Linked DNA regions of Sus scrofa: all the other regions are linked to region 1. A link is a contact called in public Hi-C and promoter capture Hi-C data. All regions are on one chromosome and are shown on one strand. The core of a region is the stretch at or near the end of the contact, and the rest is flanking DNA. Distances in the headings are between cores, read along the strand shown. Region 1 holds the start of DBP (D site-binding protein). Region 2 holds the start of CCDC9 (coiled-coil domain-containing protein 9). Region 3 holds the start of MED25 (mediator of RNA polymerase II transcription subunit 25). Region 4 holds the start of PNKP (bifunctional polynucleotide phosphatase/kinase). Region 5 holds the start of ALDH16A1 (aldehyde dehydrogenase family 16 member A1). Region 6 holds the start of BCL2L12 (bcl-2-like protein 12).

The links. Promoter capture Hi-C pulls out the DNA fragments that hold promoters and counts their contacts. Hi-C and Micro-C count contacts between places; a contact is called where the count stands out from the background.
Region 2: a contact with region 1 is called in a promoter capture Hi-C map of liver, with 4 times the contacts expected there. The contact joins the promoter of CCDC9 here to the promoter of DBP in region 1. A contact is called at or near these places in 1 of 5 promoter capture datasets (liver) and 2 of 47 Hi-C or Micro-C datasets (heart right ventricle and liver).
Region 3: a promoter capture Hi-C map of liver shows a contact between it and region 1, with 4 times the contacts expected there. The contact joins the promoter of MED25 here to the promoter of DBP in region 1. A contact is called at or near these places in 1 of 5 promoter capture datasets (liver) and 1 of 47 Hi-C or Micro-C datasets (heart right ventricle).
Region 4: a Hi-C map of embryonic fibroblasts shows a contact between it and region 1, with 2.7 times the contacts expected there. The contact joins the promoter of PNKP here to the promoter of DBP in region 1. A contact is called at or near these places in 1 of 5 promoter capture datasets (liver) and 3 of 47 Hi-C or Micro-C datasets (embryonic fibroblasts, heart right ventricle and skeletal muscle).
Region 5: a Hi-C map of liver shows a contact between it and region 1, with 3 times the contacts expected there. The contact joins the promoter of ALDH16A1 here to the promoter of DBP in region 1. A contact is called at or near these places in 1 of 5 promoter capture datasets (liver), 1 of 47 Hi-C or Micro-C datasets (liver) and 1 of 2 datasets of contacts at active chromatin or transcription factors (alveolar macrophages).
Region 6: a Hi-C map of liver shows a contact between it and region 1, with 5 times the contacts expected there. The contact joins the promoter of BCL2L12 here to the promoter of DBP in region 1. A contact is called at or near these places in 1 of 5 promoter capture datasets (liver) and 6 of 47 Hi-C or Micro-C datasets (embryonic fibroblasts, heart right ventricle, liver and 3 more).

What each region holds. Positions count from the first base shown.
Region 1 is chr6:53,990,940-53,994,413 of Sscrofa11.1, reverse strand. It overlaps DBP (D site-binding protein), which reads left to right and starts at 1,370. Exons shown (of 4, transcript XM_003127286.6): 1 at 1,370-2,184; 2 at 3,054-3,464. The coding sequence starts at 2,046. CA11 (carbonic anhydrase 11) reads left to right here. Exons shown (of 9, transcript NM_001004038.1): 8 at 1-96; 9 at 895-1,017. The coding sequence ends at 920. It overlaps LOC110261016 (a long non-coding RNA gene), which reads right to left and starts at 308. Exons shown (of 3, transcript XR_002344719.1): 1 at 184-308.
Region 2 is chr6:53,063,550-53,066,744 of Sscrofa11.1, reverse strand. It overlaps CCDC9 (coiled-coil domain-containing protein 9), which reads right to left and starts at 1,568. Exons shown (of 15, transcript XM_021094629.1): 1 at 1,347-1,568.
Region 3 is chr6:54,832,747-54,835,977 of Sscrofa11.1, reverse strand. It overlaps MED25 (mediator of RNA polymerase II transcription subunit 25), which reads right to left and starts at 1,675. Exons shown (of 19, transcript XM_003127336.5): 1 at 1,464-1,675; 2 at 1,325-1,370; 3 at 842-966. The coding sequence starts at 1,597.
Region 4 is chr6:54,878,919-54,882,213 of Sscrofa11.1, reverse strand. PNKP (bifunctional polynucleotide phosphatase/kinase) reads left to right here and starts at 1,400. Exons shown (of 18, transcript XM_005664749.3): 1 at 1,400-1,531; 2 at 1,812-1,975; 3 at 2,582-2,628; 4 at 3,213-3,295. The coding sequence starts at 1,407. It overlaps AKT1S1 (proline-rich AKT1 substrate 1), which reads left to right. Exons shown (of 5, transcript XM_005664751.3): 5 at 1-633.
Region 5 is chr6:54,527,805-54,530,871 of Sscrofa11.1, reverse strand. ALDH16A1 (aldehyde dehydrogenase family 16 member A1) reads right to left here and starts at 1,333. Exons shown (of 18, transcript XM_021094740.1): 1 at 1,159-1,333. The coding sequence starts at 1,248. PIH1D1 (PIH1 domain containing 1) reads left to right here and starts at 2,115. Exons shown (of 9, transcript NM_001244978.1): 1 at 2,115-2,518; 2 at 2,822-2,888. The coding sequence starts at 2,429.
Region 6 is chr6:54,704,926-54,707,957 of Sscrofa11.1, reverse strand. BCL2L12 (bcl-2-like protein 12) reads right to left here and starts at 1,505. Exons shown (of 10, transcript XM_013998657.2): 1 at 1,376-1,505; 2 at 1,067-1,101; 3 at 691-879; 4 at 638-689. The coding sequence starts at 1,505. It overlaps IRF3 (interferon regulatory factor 3), which reads left to right and starts at 1,879. Exons shown (of 8, transcript NM_213770.1): 1 at 1,879-2,043; 2 at 2,751-2,922; 3 at 3,008-3,032. The coding sequence starts at 1,879.

The sequences.
Region 1 (3,474 bases), core at 121-2,620:
GGCCCCTGCAGCCCTTGGCCCACAGGGCCTTGAGGGGCAACAGGGACCCCAGGCACCCCGAGAGGCGCTGCCGAGGCCCCAACTACCGCCTGCATGGTATGATCCAGTATGCACCCCCTCGTCTTGGTCTAACCCGCCTATGTGTCTGTCTCCCCTTGGTGTCTCAATATGATACAGTCCTACCCTTCTTTGCTGCTTCTGTGTGATCCAGCCTCCTGAGCTCTCACTCGCTCTTTCTCCCTTCTCCATTTGTGTCAACGTGGTACAGCCCACCTCTCCGTCATAGACCATTGCTGGTCCATGATTTGTCTTTCCTCCTCACTGCTTGCGACTTGCAACTTGGTGTATAACCCGAACCCCCTTGCTTCCATGGGGGTACGATCAACTACTGGACCGTGGCTCTTGTTAAGGCTTTCTGAAATGGTATCGCCCGAAACCTTTCCCCTCTTTCCATGTGGTACAACCCTACGCTGGTCCAAAGTCTGACACCCCCTTCACTGAAAAACAACATGGTACAATCCCCTTCCCCTTCTACTGCCTCCTCTTGGTTCAGTCCAGTGATCTGACATCCACCTCTCTGGCTTCCCAACATGGTATAGCCTAGGCCTCCCCGTGAATACCGTCGCGTAGTTCAGCCTGATGCTGAAACTGGACGTCCCTGTGCCACCCTCCTGCTGCCTCCCTATGGTTCAGCCCACTGCCAGTTCGCAATCTGTCCTTTTCCCCTAGCTTCTCAAGCTGGTACATTCCAGTTTCCCCTTCGCAGCCTGCCTGTGGTATGGCCCGGCGCAGCCCAGCACCGCTACCCCGCCTCCTGCACGCCCCTGCACGCCCCCTACCCGGTGCATCCTATCAGGCCCTAAACTAACGCCCCCCACCGGTTTCGTCTTACAGTGGATGGTGCCCCCCACGGTCGCTGAGACTCCCCATCGAGGATTGCGCCTGCCTTGCCCAAGCCTCCCCACAGAGGGAGGGGAGTCACCCCCAAAACAAAGCTATTAAAGGGACAGAATACTTCCTGTATCTCAGTGGTCTGATTCTAGGCGCGGCGGGGAAGCATTTGGATATTAAAGAATAGCAGCCTTCTTCTAGAAACCAATCTCCCACTTCCTAAACCCCACTACTCGGGTTTTTGGCTTCCTTTTTCCAAAACAATCATTAGGATTTGTGGCTCCTGTATGGCTCTTCTCCCGCGCCCCCCACCCTCTCACCCACCCTCCCAGTCAGGCAGCACGCGCAGAGCCATGTGCTTCCCCCTCCCGCCTGCCTCATTGGCCTGAACTGGGTCACGGTCCCGCCCCCAGAGCCGTCTCCCATTGGGCAAATGTAGGTCAGGGTCCCGCCTCCCTCCAAATGGCAAGGTAACTTCACTCACTGAGCCCCTTGCTCGCGCACTCCAGGCCTCGGCAGATCCAGGAGTCCCATTGGCTGTGGGTCTCGAGGGGTCGAGACGCGATTGGCCTGCGCTTTCAGCGGGAGGGAGGCACGCGGCTGGGGTGCAAGGCCTGAGAGTCCGGCGGGGCCAAGAGGAGGGGTGCGCGCTGTGGCGTCGGGTGTTTTGGTTTGGCTTTTTTTTTTTTTTTTCCGCGAAAGAAGTTTGCTTTGGCCACGCCTCAAGGCAGCCGCCTCCTCCTGCCCTCTCCCCCGCCCCTCCGCGCACACCTCTTGGTGCAGATTGCAAAGCTCCTTCCTTAGAGAGAGCTGCAGATTTTGCAAGAGCCAGGCTCGCCCACCTTGTAGGAGCGCCTTGTGTCCCCTTGAGCCCTCGGTTGCAAAGAGCTGGCCGCCTGATTTGATCACTCCCTCACCCAGACTGTATGGTCTCCTGGGACCCTCTTGAGTTGCACATTTCTGCACCGAGGACTGCAAATCCCCATCGCTCCTAGGACTTGCAGTGTTCTGGAGACTGGAGACTGGAGGCTTGCAAGCTACTTTCGCCCGCCCCTGGGCAGACACCCGCCTGAACCACAGGAGTGTGCCGCTGACTGGCAAGCCAGCTCTTCGCCTCTCTATGAGCCCGTGAGCCTGCGGGCAGGTGCCGGGCGATGGCGCGGCCCGTGAGCGACAGGACCCCGGCCCCCCTGCTGCTGGGCGGCCCGGCCGGGGCCCCCCCTGGCGGGGGAGCGCTGCTTGGGTTGCGGAGCCTTCTGCAGGGGACCAGCAAGCCCAAAGAGCCAACCAGCTGTGAGTTCTAGCCCCCCCCCCCCCAGCTCTTAGGGACTCCAGTGCTGGGAGGGTCCACAGATACCTCTTACGTGCCCAGAGTCCACCCTTCCAACCTTTATCTACCCCAATACTTAGGTGTTTAAGCCCCTAGATCCCTCAGCACCCAGGACCCAAAAATACCGGCTTTCAAGCCCGTCCACCCCGAGGACTCGAGACTCTAGGCCCCAGCCCCCTGTTTCTTGTGGTTCCGAGAGTCTTGGACTCTTGGGGTCGAGGGAGAAGGGAGGGGGGTGTGTCGGATGCTCACACGGTAGTTACACGGGCTTGGGCGGAGCCTCCTGGGGTCACATGGAGTCTAGGGACGAGGAATGTGCCCCAGAAATAGAACCCCTTCCTGACCCTTACGGGGGGGGGAGATCGAGGAGAAAGGGGTACAGTGCGCGGGGGGTAGGGGGCTAATTACAGAAGAATTACAGAGCTGTCATTTTTTCTCTTACCTGCCCAACCCTCCACCTACCTCTCTTTGAACTTCTGTCCCCCTTCTATGTCCCTATCTCTTCTTGGGTCTCTGTCCCCATCTCTCTCTTTGCATCCATGTCCTCCCCTCTTTCTGGCTCTCTGTCCCTCTCTCTGTCTGTCGCCCCGTCTCTTGTCTTTTCTCTCTGGGTCTCTCTCCCTCTCTGAGCCTCTGTCCCCTCCTATCTCTGGGCCCTTGCCCACCCTCTCTGATCTCTCCTCTACTTCTCTTCTGTCCCCTCTTTCTCTTCACCTCGGCGGTGGGGCTCTCTATCCCCTCGTTTCTCCTGTCTTTCTCCACTCGGAGACTCTTCTTCATTTCCATCTCCCTCTTCCTGCCCACCCTGCCCGCTCTTTCCCTGGCCCCGAAGGTCTCCTGAAGGAAAAGGAGCGCAAAGCGGCCCCGCCGGCGGCCACGGTCCCGGGGCCGGGCCTGGAGCCTGCAGGTCCGGCGGATGCCTCAGCTGGGGCGGTGGTGGGCGGCGGGTCCCCGCGGGGACGCCCGGGGGCTGTGCCCGGCCCGGGTCTGTTGGCGCCGCTACTGTGGGAGCGGACGCTGCCGTTCGGCGACGTGGAGTACGTGGACCTGGACGCCTTCCTGCTGGAGCACGGGCTCCCTCCCAGCCCGCCGCCCCCCGGCGGCCCGTCGCCAGCGCCCTCGCCCGTGCGCACGCCCGCACCCTCCCCGGGGCCCGGTTCCTGCGGGTCGGCTTCCCCTCGCTCCTCGCCGGGGCACGCCCCCGCCCGGGCTGCCCTCGGGGCCGCCGGCGGCCACCGCGCAGGTGCGACGTC
Region 2 (3,195 bases), core at 319-2,818, 930 kb after region 1:
ACTGCTCTCTTCCAAACGAAAATTCTAGTTCAGTCTCCACACCCCTATGCTGGGAGTTTTACCTCGGGTCTCCATCCCAAGAGAGCTTTAGGTAACGAGCCTCTCCCCCGACCTGCACAAGAAAGTTCTAGGCCCAACTCCCTGTGCCCGTTCTGGTGCCGCTCACATCCCCGTTAACAGTCTAGATCTGGCTCTTTCCAAGGAGTTTCAGAACCGTCTCATAACCCCACACTCAAAGAGTCTGAACCGCACTCCTTATTCGCTGCCCCCAGCATCCCAAGAAAGGTGCCCCTGCTTCCCCGCACCCCTATAAAGATTCCCCAAACAGACCCAGTACTCACTGGCGAGGCTTCCTGGGCCTGATGCGACCTCCCTAGAGAATACTGTACCCGCCTCTACACGGTCAAAACTTTCTGGCCCGCCTGCGGCTTTCCAGGGAAAAAGCTCCGTTCTCCAGCCGGTCGGAACGCCACCGGCCCACCCCGGGCAAAGCCAAAACTTTCCGACCCCGCCCGCACGCTCGCGTCAAGAAGCTGTCGCCCCTCAACCCGGCTTCGGATTTTCCCAGCCAACACTCTGGCCCCGCCCCCTAGATCCCCAGGCTGCAACCTAAGCCCGCCCCCTCCTTCTCGCGTTATTACACCAGGCCCGCCTCCAGCTCACGAGTCAACATTTGTGGTCCCTACACGATTTGCCCGGCCAACCTCCTGGCCACGCCCCGGACTCTGCACCCGCCTCGTCGCGCCAATATTTGGCCCCGCCCCCGGCGCGCCCCAAGGCAAGGTTCGAGCTCCACGGCGAGCTTCACCACATTGTGGGGAAGCTCCTGGCGCCTGCAAAACTTTCCGGCTCCACCCTCATCATTCCTAGCCAGTACCTGGCCCCGCCCACAGCTCCCCCGCTTCTTTTTGGCCCTGCCCTCACCGTCGCATCAGCCTCTGGATCCACCCCTGACTTCCAGGACCCACTTTCAGGACAGGAAAAACTTTCTGGCTCCGCCCCCAGCGTTTTCCGCCGGGAGTCCCGGCCCCGCCCGCACCGCTGGCTTCCATTGGCCCCGCCCCCAGCCCCGGCACAACTTTTGGGCCCCGCCCTCAGCTGCCCACCTACACTCCGGACCCGCCCGCAGACTGGCCCACCCCAGCCCTGCCCACCCGCCGACGTTCCGCCCAGCCAGCACCCACCCCTAGCCTCCCTTGTGGGCGTCCAGTCCCCGCCCCCCGCAGAGTATCTGACCCCGCCCCCGCGGGCTGCTCGCTACCCCGCCTGCGCTCGCGCCAGCTCCCCCACGTGGGCATCAGGCCCCGCCCTCTCCGGGCGCGCTCCCGGCCCCCTCCTAGGGTCACCTGTCCCGGAGACCCCGCGGCGTCCGCTACTCCGGCTCCGTCGGCCTCCGCGTCGGCAGCTCCCGGGCCCCGCGCGTCACTTCCGGCCCGCACCACGTGAAGAGGGGAACTAACGAGGGTCACTTCCGGTTGTTCTGGCTCGTTTCCGGGAGCCTTAAAGGCGCCGCTCGCGTCTGGGTAGAGGCGCAAAGTGAGATAAGCGGGTCGACAAGGGTGTTCCGGAAGCTTGCTGTACTGCCTTCTGCCTGAACGACCACCTTCCAGGGGGAGGAGACAGCGTCTTCTCTCTCTGGCCTCTACCTGCTTCCTGTTTCTCCCCTTTCCTGGTTCCAGTAAATCGGCGCCCTGCCCTGGGCAATGATAACCTGGAATCCTGACTTACCAGCTTGTGCAGGGGGTGGATGCTCCCCCACCCTTCTGCTAATGAAACCTTAGAATTAGTTGTAGAGACAAAATTTTCAACCGAAAGAATCCTTCCTTCACCCTCTAAATCAGCGTTGAGGGTGTCCCTAGTGGCCTAGCAGGTTAAGGATCTGGTGGTGTCGGTGCTGTACTTCAGGTTCTATCCCTGGCCTCAGAACTTCCGCGTGGCGGGGACACAGCAAAAAATCAGTCAGCACTGAGTGCCAGGCTCTGTGCTGGGAGGATGGGGAATTGGGCGTGAGGGGGCGTGTCAAAATGATGAACAAGGCAGACCCCATCCCTGTCCTCTTGAGGGAAGACGTAAGTATATGTGAAATAACAGAAAACAAAAATGTGTGAGATGGCTTGCAAGAGGGACGGGAAGAGAGGCTGAGGGTGAGGGGGCTAGGCGCCCAGGCAGAGGACACACAGCCTGTGCTAAGGTCCTGTGATGAGTGAGCTTGGTGCATTCTAGGAATTGCAGAAGCTCAGAGAAAGATCTGCTGGATTGCCTAGAGTCCAGAGGGTAACATGCATTAACCAAAACAAACATAATTAACATGTTATTACAAGTGATAATAAATGTGACAGTGGAGTTCATGTCGTGGCTCAGCGGAAATGAATCCAACTAGGAACCATGAGGTTTTGGGTTCGATCCCTGGCCTCACTCAGTGGGTTAAGGATCCGGCGTTGCCGTGAGCTGTGGTGTAGGTCGCAGATGCAGCTCAGATCCTGCGTTGCTGTGGCTGTGGCGTAGGCCGGTGGCAACAGCTCTGATTAGACCCCTAGCCTGGGAACCTCTATATGTAGTGGGTGCGGCCCTAGAAAAGAACAACAACAACAAAAAGTGATGGGACACCCTTACAGGGGATGACATAAGTGGGAGGCTGGATTCCCTGAGGTGGCCAGTAATTTCATTTTGTGATTTAAATCGTGGAAAAGGGAAGTACCTGGCAATCACCTGCCACTTACATAGTTATTGGGAACAGCCTTTCAGAGACCTTCTCCACGCATATAACTTAATTCTCTTAAAATTCCCCCAAATACCTGCCAAATTCACTATATCATTTTTAGCTCTTTATTCAAATGTCACCTCCTCTTAGGGGCCTTCCTTAAAACCACCCATTTGAAAATTACATACTTCTCATCCTTTTTCCTCTTCCAATTTTTTTTTTTTTCTCTTTCTGCCTTTTCTAGGGCCTCTCCTGCGGCATATGGAGGTTCCCAGGCTGGGGTCTAATTGGAGCTTAGCCGCCAGCCTACACCAGAGCCACAGCAACGCAGGATCCGAGCCGCGTCTGCAACCTACACCACAGCTCACGGCAACGCCGGATCGTTAACCCACTGAGCAAGGCCAGGGATCGAACCCGCAACCTCATGATTCCTAGTCGGATTCGTTAACCACTGCGCCACGACGGGAACTCCAAGAAAAAAGATTCTTAACTTA
Region 3 (3,231 bases), core at 426-2,925, 840 kb before region 1:
CCCTTACTTACAGAGACCACATGAGATAATAACTATTTGTGTTGCCCTTTTTTCTTTCTCTTTTTGGCTGCACCCATGTTCCTAGACCAGGGAACAAATCTGAGCCACGGCTGCGACCTACACCACCGTGGTCAGAGCCAATGCCAGATCCTTAACCCACGGCACTGGGCCACCACAGAGACAAGCTGGATCAAACCCTCGCCACCACAGAGACAAGCTGGATCCTTAACCTGCCTGAGCCACAGCAGGAACTCTTTTTCGGTTTGTTTTGCTTTTCAGGGCCTTGTTTTTAAGCAGCTAAATTTCAATCTGTCGCCCAACAGGAGAGAAGGAATACAATAGCTGTAAGAACTATCAACATTCCCCTTTTAGAGATAAATTATGTTAAACACAGAGAGAACCAGGACTCCTGGGTCTGGGAGTTCTGTTGGGGTATAGCCATGCGGTGGCCCCAGGCTGTCTGCACCTGCAAGAGTTTGCAATGCAAACTTATCAAAACCTGCTCCAAAGCACAAGATGCCTAGCCCAACCCCACCCCCTTTCAATCAGGCTTCACTGCGCTCAGCTGAAAAAGGAAGCCACGGGAGAAATGAAACACAAACAAAAAGGGGGGAAATCGCACGGAGAGTAGGGCCTGGGTGCTAGAGTTCCTTCCGCTTCCAAACCAGATGGCATCACCGCTGAGCACACAGAACCGGGCACACAAGTGACTTAGGACAAAACCACAATCCCAATCACAGTCCTTGTTAGCTTCCCAATGTGAGGGAATGGATCCTACAGCTCAAACCCAGGTCCCTCCCAGGGTCCCCCAACCCACCCCAAAGCCCGGAAAAGAGCTCACTTAATGCCATCCAGCCAGGTGACAAACTCATAGGCGCTGCTGGTAGGAGCGTGACATTGTACGTAGGACTCCGGAGCGCAGTCCACCGTGTTGAACACCACGAGGCTGTATTGGGTCCCCCCATACTGGCAGAGGAGGACAGAAGAACTTTTCATCTGGGACCTCAGCTGTCTTTTCTCTCAGAGAAGTGGGAGCTCCCAGCTCCCTCCTCCCTCGAACCCAGGAGTCCGCACCCGAGCCTCTCCTCCCTCGGATCCAGGAGTCCAAGCCCCCAGGCCCTTCTCCCTGGGACCCAGAAGTCCGGACCCCAACCCTCCCGCACGACTCAGGAGTCTGGAACCACCCCCCGCCCCGCTCCTTCTTCCTCAGCTCCAGCCCCCTCCTCCCGGACTCAGAGCCCGGACCCCAGCCCCTCCCCCGAGACCCAGTAGTAGGGACTCCCAGCTTCCCTCTCCCTCGACCTTCAAGAGTCCCAAGACTCACGTCTCCCCCGAAGTCGGTCTCCGCAGGAGGACCACCATTAAAATACCTGTGAGGGTCGGGGGTGAAAAGTCGGGGTGAGGCAAGAGACTGGAAAACTAAAGTCGGAGGGCGGGGTTGGAGTCGCGGAAACCTCACTCACTCGATGGCGGGGAGCAGGTAGTGCTTTCGAAGCCCCTCGAAGTAGGGCCCCAGGTTAGCTGTGCCCTCAATCACAAACACCACGTCAGCTACGAGGCCCCCGGCGCGCGCCGGGCCCTCCGACCCGAGTACCATGCCCCGCGCCCCAGCCGCCGCTGCCGTTGCCGCCGTCGCCGTCTCCGCCACCGCGGGATGAGCGCAAGTGCGCCTGCGCCGCGCCCGCGCCTGCGCCGGACGGCCTCGCGCCCCTGACGCCGCGCCTGCGGCCATGTTTGTGCGGGGCACTCAGGGCGCGTCGGTTGATCTCCATCCTCCTTCGTACCAACCTTGTGCAAGCCTCCAAAAGGACCTAGAGAACCCCTTCGGGGGCCTGGTGTAAAGATTAATTATTGGCAGGACGTAGAGAACGAAATATATTGAGAGCGGCGCTTCGGCCGCCATCTTTGAGCGGGGCGGCTCTTCCGACACTAGTTTCACTGGGAGGGTCGGAAGATCTAGTTGCCATGCAACGCGCACGCTGCCCTGGTTTTCTGACAGAGATTAGGTTTTCAGCTAAATTCTTTCTGGCTCCCAGGGAACCGGGAGGGGGGGGTGGGTCGTGTGCAGGGTCCAATCACCTAGTCTGAAACAGGGTTACTAGGCAACGCTTTAAAGGGGCAATCGACTCTGGAGAGAGTGCAGCTGTTTTTTTTCCCTGAAGAGACGGCTCACTCCAACCCCAGTGGTGGTTGCTAAGTAACACCTGATAGTTGTTTTCTGGGCGAGAGGCCAGAAACCGGCCTAGATCTGAAATACGTTCCAGGTGGATTAAAAATGCAAATGAAACCATAACACTGTATAATCTTGAAGACTGGAAAAAAGAGTTTATCATTGCAGCAAAGCCAGAAAACGTAAAATACAGATCTGTTTCTCCGCAAAAGACTCCATAAACCAAGTTGAAAACGATCTATAAACCGGGAAAGTCGTTGGAACTTAAGTGTTGACAGAAATTTACTACACAGATACATTTTACTAATTAATAGAAACTTAGGAAAATAATACTTTTTTTAGGTGGGGAAGGAAAATATTGCAGGCTTTTCCCACCCACAAAACCTATTTTAAAATATCGAGTAATGGACTTCTCCTCGTGGCTCAGTGGTTAACAAACCCCACTAGTATCCATGAGGATGTGCTTTCGATCCCTGGTCTCACTCAGTGGGCTAACAGTCGGCTTTGCCATGAGCTTGTAGGTCAAAGATGCAGCGCAGATCCTGAGTTGCTGTGGAGTAGGCTGGTGACTACAGCTCATATAGGACCCCTAGCCTGGAAACTTCCATATGGGGGGGGTGCTAAAAAGAAAAAAAAAAAGAAAAAGGGAGTAAATCTCTGAAAGCCACTCATCTTCGATTAAATAATACTGGAGTTCCCCTGTGGTGCAGCGGGTTAAGGACCCCCTGTTGTCATTGCAGCAGCTGGGGTCGCTGCTGTGGTAGGGGTTCAATCCCTGGCCTGGAAACTTCCATATGTCTCTGCTGCAGCCAAAGAAAAAAAAGAGTGCTGTCAGCATTTTACTCTTGTCAAGGTAATTATGTTGGAAGGTTGGAAAACACACGTCCATGAGGATGAGGGGGTTTGGGTAAAGTAAGCTGGTGAAGACGTGGGATAGTGGGGGTGGAAATGAGAACAACGTCTTCCAATGCAGTTTGTCGATATATTTCAGGGAAAAAGGGTGCGTTGCTTTGCACACTCAGCAGTATCACTATATTGTCACATTTATCTTTTTCCTTTTT
Region 4 (3,295 bases), core at 151-2,650, 890 kb before region 1:
CTTAATAGGTCAACTCTGTCGTTTTCTGCCTAGCAACAAGGGCTTTGCTCTCACGGCATTGGCTCCGTTCCCGAAAGAGCACAGTCAAGCTGCAGGATTGGGTAGTAGCCCTCCACTTCGCATAGTGAATGGGCAGTTCCTTCGTTTGATTGGCTTGAACACTGTAAAGGGCTTGACCAACATCCCAAGAGTCCTGTCCACCCCGAGTTACCCCACCTGATTGGCTCCAGCCTCCTGGGGGCGTGGCCAATCCCCTTTGCCCAGGATTGGCCTGTGGCCTTACATTTACAGTCTTTACACTACTGGGGCTGGGGTCGTTTTTTGGCTCAGTCCTGACAATTGTCCCTCTGGCCCCCTCAAGGATGGCCTAATCCTGTTCCTGCGTCTGACACCCTCTCATTGGTTTTATCACAACTGCCTGCCAATCAAAACCCGTCCTTGTGTCCAGGACGTTACCAGCTCCCGCCCCTCTCCCCCCACCCCCACAGGTGCCTTAAAGGGCCCTCGTCCACCCAAGGTGGAGGGCAGGGGGCCTCACTCTCCGGCCCTGGTGTGGGGGAGAGAATGGGGGGTCGGGATCAGGAGTTGAGAGGGGCGCTCCGAGATTAAAGAGTTTTACCTCTGACAAATGACTATGAGGTGTGTTGTGTTATTCAACATTTTCTGAAGCCAAATGAGCAGTGTCTCATTGCTTCTCAGTGCAAAGCTGCGAATTAAACTAATTGTGCCTATTTTACAGACAAGATAATGGAGATTCGCGGGGTAGGAGGAAGGATTCCAGTCCTGTGTAGTCATTGATTCCCACTCTTCAGGAGTGTGAGTGTTGGGAATAGTTTAAGGAACTACAGTTCCTGAGTGCCCAGGAAAGCCAGGAACCTCCAGCTGACGCCAGGAGTTTTCTGACTATTCTAAGTCAGCTGGTGGTTACAGAGCAATGGCGCCAGACCTGAAGATGGGGCCAGGTCCAGTAAGCGTGGAATACCCATCTCCCATCAGACCACCATGGGTGGAATGTTAACAGACGAAACTTAAACCGAGCCAACTACCACCTAGAAACTTTTCTGAAGTATTTATATGTACTAACTCCTTTCATCTTTCTAGTAACCCTGCAACGTGGAAAGGATTATCCCCACTTTGCAGATGAGGAAACTGCAGCATGAGGGTAGGTGTGTGTTGGGGCAGGGTTTCTTCGACTGCCAATAGTCAACAAAGAGGAAGGATAACTTCCCGCTGTAACTGTCCAGCAAGGGGAATGAAAACGAGAGTTTAGCGTGGAAAGAGGAAAATCTGTGGAGACCCCCTTCCCCCTACTGGCCTGAGCCTCACCCTGCAGCAGGAGAGATGAAGGTCAGAGCCGCAGAGGGACTAGAGAGGCCCCGGGACCGCTAAGAGGCGGGGCTTACGTCATGGGCGGGACCAACGCCCCGCCCACTTTAGTAGGCGAGTCATTTCCGTCCGCGGAGAAACGGAGAAAGCTGCAAGGCGAGTTGCGGGCCAGGCGCCTCGGGCGGGATTTCCTTGGTTGGAAGTGGTGAGTGAGCCAAGCAGCGGGCAAGGGTGAGCAAAGGGTTGAGGCGGGAGTTCATGAGTTTCTCGGCCTTTGCCCTGGGAAGTAGGAGTCGGGGCTCTGGGAGGGACGAAGCGGGGAGTCGTCGCCTGGGAAACGGCGCGAGCCCCAAGCCGGAGAGCGGGTGGAATTTCCTGAGCCATTCGCGGAAGAAGAGAATTCCTGGTGGAGCGGCCGAGGAGGCGGGACTTCCTGTAGCAATCTGCGGGCTGCCACTCAAACCTATTTACCTACTTCCCTTTAGGCCGGCTTCCAGGATGGCCAAGGTGGAGGCCCGGGGCCGCCTGTGGCTGGAGAGCCCCCCTGGGGGAGCACCTCCCATCTTCCTGCCCTCCGACGGGCAAGCCCTGGTCCTGGGCCGGGGACCCTTGACTCTGGTTACCGACCGGAAATGCTCCCGAAACCAAGGTGGGCGAGGGCGGGGCCTGAGCCGGAGGGGGTGTGGCCTGCTTCAGAAGCGGGAACACAATCAATGGGAAAGACCGAGAGTTAGTCCGGGGAGGGATGTGCTTGGCCCCCAGGCCGAATCGCGTGGTGCAGCTAGTCCTGAAGTTGGCAAGTGCCCTCCGGGGAGCACAGAAGGGAAAGGTGGTGCCTGACCCCACCTGGAACTAGCCAGATAACTCGGGCTTGAATCCGGCCACCACCTTGTCCAGGAGAGAGCCGATCCTATGAAGAAAAATGCATATTGCTGAGCAGAGATGGGTGGTAGCAGGCCAAGCCCAGGACTTGCATCTCGTCAGGTTCCTGCGTTGTCAAGGAGAAACCAATGCTATACAGAAAAACACCTGCCTTGCCCCTAGGCGAGGACCGGTGTCACAGGCTATCCTAAGGCCATTATCTGGCTACTGCATATCGAGGAGTGAGCCAAACCTACTTAGAAATAAACCACCTCCTCCTGCTGAATGGGTGTTGTAGCCCCATCCTGTGGCCTGAAGCAGGCCACACTCCCCAGTAGGGAAGGAAACAATCACCGAAAGATTCAGATCCCAACTCCACCCCCTCAATCCTCAGTGGAGCTGGTTGCAGACCCTGAGACTCGGACCGTGGCAGTGAAACAGGTACCAGTTCGTTGGCAAGGGGCAGCAGGCCTGGGGGTGGGGCGGGGTGGGGGGGTCGAAGGGTAGGAACAGCTGGGGAAACTGGCCCATCGAGAAAATCTAACTGCCTGGGAGGGGAGGAGGTCTGGCCTCTTTCAGTGGGGTAAACTTTCATCCCCATTTAAATTGGGTAAGACTAGGAATTCCCCTTGTGGCTCAGGAGGGTAAGGATATGACGTCGTCTCTGTGGGGATGTGGGTTCCATCCCCGGCTGTAAAGGATCCAGCGTTATTGTAAACTACGGCCGTAACTCCGCAGATGAGACTGGGATCCGGCGTTGCTATGGCGCTGTGGCCTAGGCCTCCGCTATGGATTCCACTCCTTCCATGTGCCGCAGGTGTAGCAGTCAAAGAAAAAAAACAAAATTGGTTAGGACTGGATGCGTATTACCTTCCCAATGCCCTGATTGGCGGTACACAGTGAAGAGGTGGAGCTTAAGGGTCTGATTGGCTGATGGAGAAAGGAAGGCCTTTTTGAGGTTATTTGATTGGATGAGGTTACTGGTGGGGTGGAGCCTGTACCAGCACCTCCCTCTTTCTTTGCAGCTAGGAGTTAACCCCTCAACTGCTGGAGCCCAAGAGCTGAGGCCGGGGTTGGAGGGCTCTCTAGGGGTGGGGGACACGTTGTA
Region 5 (3,067 bases), core at 84-2,583, 540 kb before region 1:
AGGACCCCTCAATCAATAACCCTGACTCCCGAGCTAAACCTGTAAAACTCCTTGATATCCCCTCTCCAGGCAGGGCATGGTTTTGTGGCATCAGCCTGCTGTGTCCTCCTTTGCGTGGCAAAGCAATAAAGCTCTTTGTTCCCTTCCTTAAAACTGTCTCCGAGGACTTAATTGGGACTTAAATCCGAGGCCACATTTTCAGCCACAGACCCGCGGCCTTGTCCCTGCCCTCTCAACACGCAAACCCTGTCCCTCCTGCGTCTCTGCCTCACTCCCTCCTCTCCATCTCCAGAGCCTACGGCAGGCTCTGGTCTCACCATTATTCCAACCTCCTTCTTTCCCTCCAGGAAAGGCCAAGCTTCTCACGCCCGGGCGCTAGAGGGCCCTGTGCCTTCATGATGGCCCCGTGGGGGAATGCTGAGGGTAGTTACAGAAAATTCGAGGCACCCTACTTTTATAGGGAACCCCAAGAGCGTTCTTGGGGGACCCTGAGGGATCACGGGAGTCTTATGGAAGTCCTGAAGAATACGGAGGGGTCGCGGGAGCCCCATGGGGTTATTCTGAGGGGCTGAAGGTTATTACAGAAAGTTCTGATGTATTCTGGGGTTCTGAGAACTCCCGAGACTATAGGAACCCCACGAGTATTGAGGTGACCCTGAGGAATCACGGCGGCTCCGCGGAGGTTTTGGAGGTCTCTGGTTGATCAAGGGAGCCCCTCCAGGAATTCCGGGGAAACTCGGGAGCCATAGGATGTTCTGAGGAATCAACGGTAAGTCTACACGTGGGTTCTGAGTCCTCGGAAGATCACGGGAGCCCCCCAGGGAATCGCGGGAGGTTATGAGGGGGCCTTGATGAATCACAGGACCCCCTCGGGGGATTCTCGGAAGCACCCTCGGCGAAGCACCACCGTGAATTCTGGACCATGTAACGGGACAGCCACTGGGCCTCATGAGAAGAGACTATCGGGCTGAGGCAGCAACTCTAAGAAGCTCAACAAACCATCCTCCAGGGGTGGGTCCTAAGGAGTGGCGGGAATCGCGGGAGCTGAGAGGGGCGGAGTTACTGAGCTGCCGCGGTGGATCGTGGGAGTCCGCGCGCAAAACTCGGCTCCGAAGACTGGGGAGGGGGATGGGCAGCGCGGGCCGGGCGAGCCCTCACCAGTGCGCATGCGTGGCTCTCCGGCACGGGTCCGTACTCCAGCGTGGTGAAGATCTCGCTGGCGCGGGATCCTGTACACGTCTCGGCCATCGCGCTCCCCCGCCGCTTTCCACCGACTGCAGGGCGCTCTGCCGGAGGAAACCTCGAGGTCCGAAGGGTAGCACCGCCCCCTCCTACCCAAAGGGCGGGGCTATGGGAGATAGAGCGTAACCCCGCCCAGGACCTGGTGACCCCGCCCATGGGTCTGCGCACGGAAGTGTAGTTTGGATCATGCGCAGTCCTCAGAGCGGGGCGAATGGGGAACGAAAGTGTGAGTGACTTCAAATAGTTGTGAGAGCTCCAGCGTCTCGCTATCCTGTTTGTGTTGGATACCGGAATTGCAGTTTTTAGTCCTAAATACATTTTATCGAGAATAGAATCTAGTTCTGGAACGAGGTGGTTGTTCAGAGGTCAAAAGAGAGTCTTAGGATGGACACTGAAATTAATGTTTTTTTTTTTTTTTTTTTGTCTTTTTGCTATTTCTTGGGCCGCGCCCGCGGCATATGGAGGTTCCCAGGCTAGGGGTCAATCGGAGCTGTAGCCACCGGCCTACACCAGAGCCACAGCAACGCGGGATCCAAGCCGCGTCTGCAACCTACACCACAGCTCACGGCAACGCCGGATCCTTAACCCACTGAACAAGGCCAGGGATCAAACCCGCAACCTCATGGTTCCTAGTCGGATTCCTTAACCACTGCGCCACGACGGGAACTCCATGAAATTAATGTTCTTAAAGTGTGACAGATTTGCCCAGCTACTGGCCGGAGTCGGCTATCCGGAAGGAGCCGGAAGCGTGGCTTGAATCCCGCAGGAAGTGTGGCATTTAGTGACTATCAGGACTTTGTATTGATTGGTTGAGATGAGAGGCGTGGCTTCAGCCTTGGACTAGATTGGTCTGTGATTGGTAACGGAATACAGTTGCAGGATTGATGAAGCGTTGGGGTAGTGTGACTTACTCAAGTTCCTGATTACGCAGGGATCAAAAGAGTGGCTGTAGTTTGCACCTTTGGCACGCAGGACTTAGCATCTAGAGACACTGGCTCTTAAGAGATTTGACGACAGTATCTGGTCTGAGTGAAAGTGTCTCGGGCCAGATTCTCAGGTTTTCATACAGAATAGTGGGTGTCGCGATTTGGTTAAGGGCCCAGGAACTAGTCTCAGAGTTCAGATCCCGCCGATGGTTCCCCCACGCCGGGGTTGCTGAGGACGCCAAGGTCTCTCCCCCAGGGCCATGGCCGACTCGACGTTGCTGGTGCCGGAGCTAAACGAAGCAGAGACGATGGGCACGGAGACGACGCCTTTCGAGGAGCTGCTGCTGCAGGTGCGATTGAACGCACTCCTGGGTCCCTGGGGATTCGGGGAATACATATGTGTGTGTGTGTGTGTGTGTGTCCGTCCGTGCGGGAATTGTAGTTGTTTACCTTCAAGTTTGCTAGTCTCTGGAAGACATGGGAGCAAAATTGGGCTTGTTCTTCAGATTCCTCAAGGTAGGAAGGGGCCATAGTATGTCTTATGCCCTGCCTGGCTAGTATTCATAAAAATTGCTCAGTAAACATTTGCGAAACGAATGAGGGGGTTCTGATAGCACAAAGGCCAAACTTGAAAATTGCTTTCCTTCACACAGGCCTCCAAGGAGCTCCAGCAAGCCCAAACAAGCCGACCAGAATCTACACAGATACAACCTCAACCTGGTGAGAAAGACAGAAACGTAAAGAGAAAGAGATAGTGTCCCAGAGAGAGGTGGACCCTGACTGGGGGGCAGGGGACACAGGAAGAGGAGGGAGGGAGGAGAAACAGTAATGGTGGGGTAGAGAGGCTTTGAGCGGGAGGAGTGATGGAGACCCAGAGAGCAGGGAAGGGGCCAAGAGCC
Region 6 (3,032 bases), core at 256-2,755, 710 kb before region 1:
GCTGGGGGCCCAAATTGCTAGTCCCGGAATGAGAAGTGTGGTGCCGTCAGGATTCATGCGTGCCCAAGGGAGGAAGGGGCTGAGAGTCTGGATTCCCAGGTTCCTTACAGAAGTTGGGGTCTGGGGGCCCAGACACTTGAGTTCTCAGAAGGAGGAGAGGGATGAGGGCAAAGACATCCTGATCCTGGGAGAGGAGAAAGCTGGGGATTTGGATTTGGGGTCCAAGGGAGGAGGGGACTGGGGGCCTGGACTCTTGGTTTTCGGAGTAGGGGGCTGGGGGTCTGAACTCTTGAGTCTAAGAGAGAAGGAGACTGGGGCCTCAGATCCCTGAGTCCCCGAAGGAGAAGGAGGCTTGGGGCTCTGACTTCTCCATTCTGAAAGTATATGCCAAGCTATTCAAGTCCGTAGAGGATCAGGAACTACGATTCCCAGCAGACTTCGTAGCAAACATTCCCCTCCGTCCGTTACTTGTTCGCCGCGCAGCCTGCTGGGAGGTGTAGTTCCACTCTGACTCGGGCTGGAATTTGGGGGAGCCGGGACACGCAGATGTCGGGGAAGCGTGACTGGGCTACCTGCTCCTAGATCCCGGCCCCCTTTTCTTCCCTGCTCACCTAGCTCTCCCTCACCTCCCGCTCACCTGGTCCCGGGCCCCGCCGCCGCCGCCTCCTCCACTGAACTTGTATAAACTTTCCTTAGGGCGACTTTCCCGCGCCTGCGCAATGACTGTACCGGCTAGGAGCCGGCCCAAACGTGGAAGGGGCGGGGCGATGAGGCCCGCCTAATTTGCATAGAACGCTCCCAGCATGCCCGTGGTCGGAAGACCTAAAAAGGGCATGATGGGCGGGGGAGTTTTCCCGGCTCACTGTACCGCCTCTCTGGCTGTCGAGTCGATAATCCTAACGACGTTAAAGTCGTTTTTATTTCAAGAAATCAACAGAAAACAAGTCCCACCTCTAAAACTCAGCTGACGAGAAGTGGGGTGTGCGGCGGCGAGTTCGAGAGCTACGGGGCTTCAAACGCAGGAGTGGGTTTTCTGGGTTTCTGGGTTCCTGGGTTCCCGGCGCACCTCCTCCCGGCACTCTACGCGCCTCGACCCACTACCTAGGTAACGCGGAAAAGCGGGGGAGTTGGTGGCGTCCAGTAGTGAAGAATGGGACGGAGGAAGGATGCGTCTGCCTTGACAGTGGGGAAGGGGGTTTGTGTACGCTGGGGAAAGTGAAGCGAGAAGGAAAGGAAGTGAAGCAATGGCTGGCTGTAAAACAAAACTTAGAAAAGTAGTTGGTAGGAGAGAAGAGGAGGTGTCCACACTGGGGTATCTAGGGGAGAGAAGGACTCTGTGAATGAGAAGCGATCCACTCTGGGAAGTGGGGCGTGCCGCGGAGGAGGGAGGCCGTCTGTTTGGGAGGAACTGTGGTTGGTCGGTCTATGAGTGAGGGGTTCTGGGGAGCGGGGGGAGCTACACTGGAGTTGAGTGTGGGAGGTAGAGGTCTGCGAGTCCCTAGCATGTGCACGGCAGTAACGGGAGGGAGGCGTCTACCCTGGAGATAAGAGTACCTGCACTGTGTGATGTGGGGGAGGGAAGGGCTTTCAGTGGAGTGGGGAAGGTCTACACTGGCGGAATTGAGGAAGGTAGAATTGAGGGAGGTAGAGGTATGTAGATAAAAGAAGCTGGGGAAAGGAGAGGGGTTTTGGAGGGACTCCTCTCTGAATTAGGGAGCCTCTCTGGAGGATGGGAGGTCTCCTGTCTGTACCCCAGGAGAATAGAGGTGAGGACCCTGCGCCGTGGCGCTTGAGAGGGAGGTCTGGGTTCGGAACCTTCCAACTGGGTGGGCCTGGGAGTCCGCCTATATCCAGGAACTGTCCCCGGCGCACAGGCCCATGGGAACTCAGAAGCCTCGGATCCTGCCCTGGCTGATATCTCAGCTGAACCAGGGGCAACTGGAGGGCGTGGCCTGGCTGGATGAGGGCCACACGCGCTTCCGCATCCCTTGGAAGCACGGCTTGCGGCAGGATGCCCAGCAGGAGGACTTCGGCATCTTCCAGGTGCGCGCGCGCCGGGCCCGGGGACTCCAAGGGGACGGGGCCGAGGGATGGGATCAGCTCGACCGCGCGGCCCACGCTTATTCTGGCAGGTGGGGGTGGATGGAGTTAGAACTGGGAGGGGCGAAGTTAGTACGACGCGCAGATGGGCGTCTGACAGCCGTGAGGATTGGAGCCGCCAGGTCCCAGGAATAGAACCGGGCAAGTGAAGGAAATGCATCCTGGGGTGGGAGGGGAGTGGTGGTGGTAGGGAACCCCCTGGGGTGGGGCTTTTGGTTGTAGAATTCTGGGGGCGGACCTTGGAATATTAGAGGCAAGACTCGACCCTGAAGCCGAGGTTGCCACGGAAGTAGGATATGCCGGTGGTGTTAAGCCTAATGACGAAGAGTGTCCTGGGGCAGCGCACTGGCAGTTAGACACCCATTAGGACCAGGAGGCTGGCTTAGAAAGCAAATGTTTTTGAAGGGTGGAGGTAAGGGGGATTTGGGGCACAGAGAATTCCAGAGCTTGGGGATGAGAACTAAGTTAGAACGTGCAAAGGGAATTGGCACAATATTGTAAATCAACTATGGTTTCAAAAACAAAAACAAAAACAAAACCTGCCAGGGGAGGGCAAGGTGGTGTTAGGACAAGAGGAGCCAAGGTTAGGACCCCTGGGGGCAAGATTTAAGTCATCCTCTTCACTATCTTGGTACCACTGGTCCCCCCAGGCCTGGGCCGAGGCCAGTGGTGCCTACACTCCTGGGAAGGATAAGCCCGACCTGCCCACCTGGAAGAGGAATTTCCGGTCTGCCCTGAACCGGAAAGAAGCATTGCGTTTAGCAGAGGACCACAGCAAGGACCCCCACGACCCACACAAGATCTATGAGTTTGTGACCTCAGGTGTGCTGAAGTGAGGCTTTGCTTGGAGGGATGGGATTTCGGGTGTCCCCAGAGCCCCTACTCCACTCACCACCTTTCTCGACAGGAGTTGGGGACTTTCCTGAGCCAGA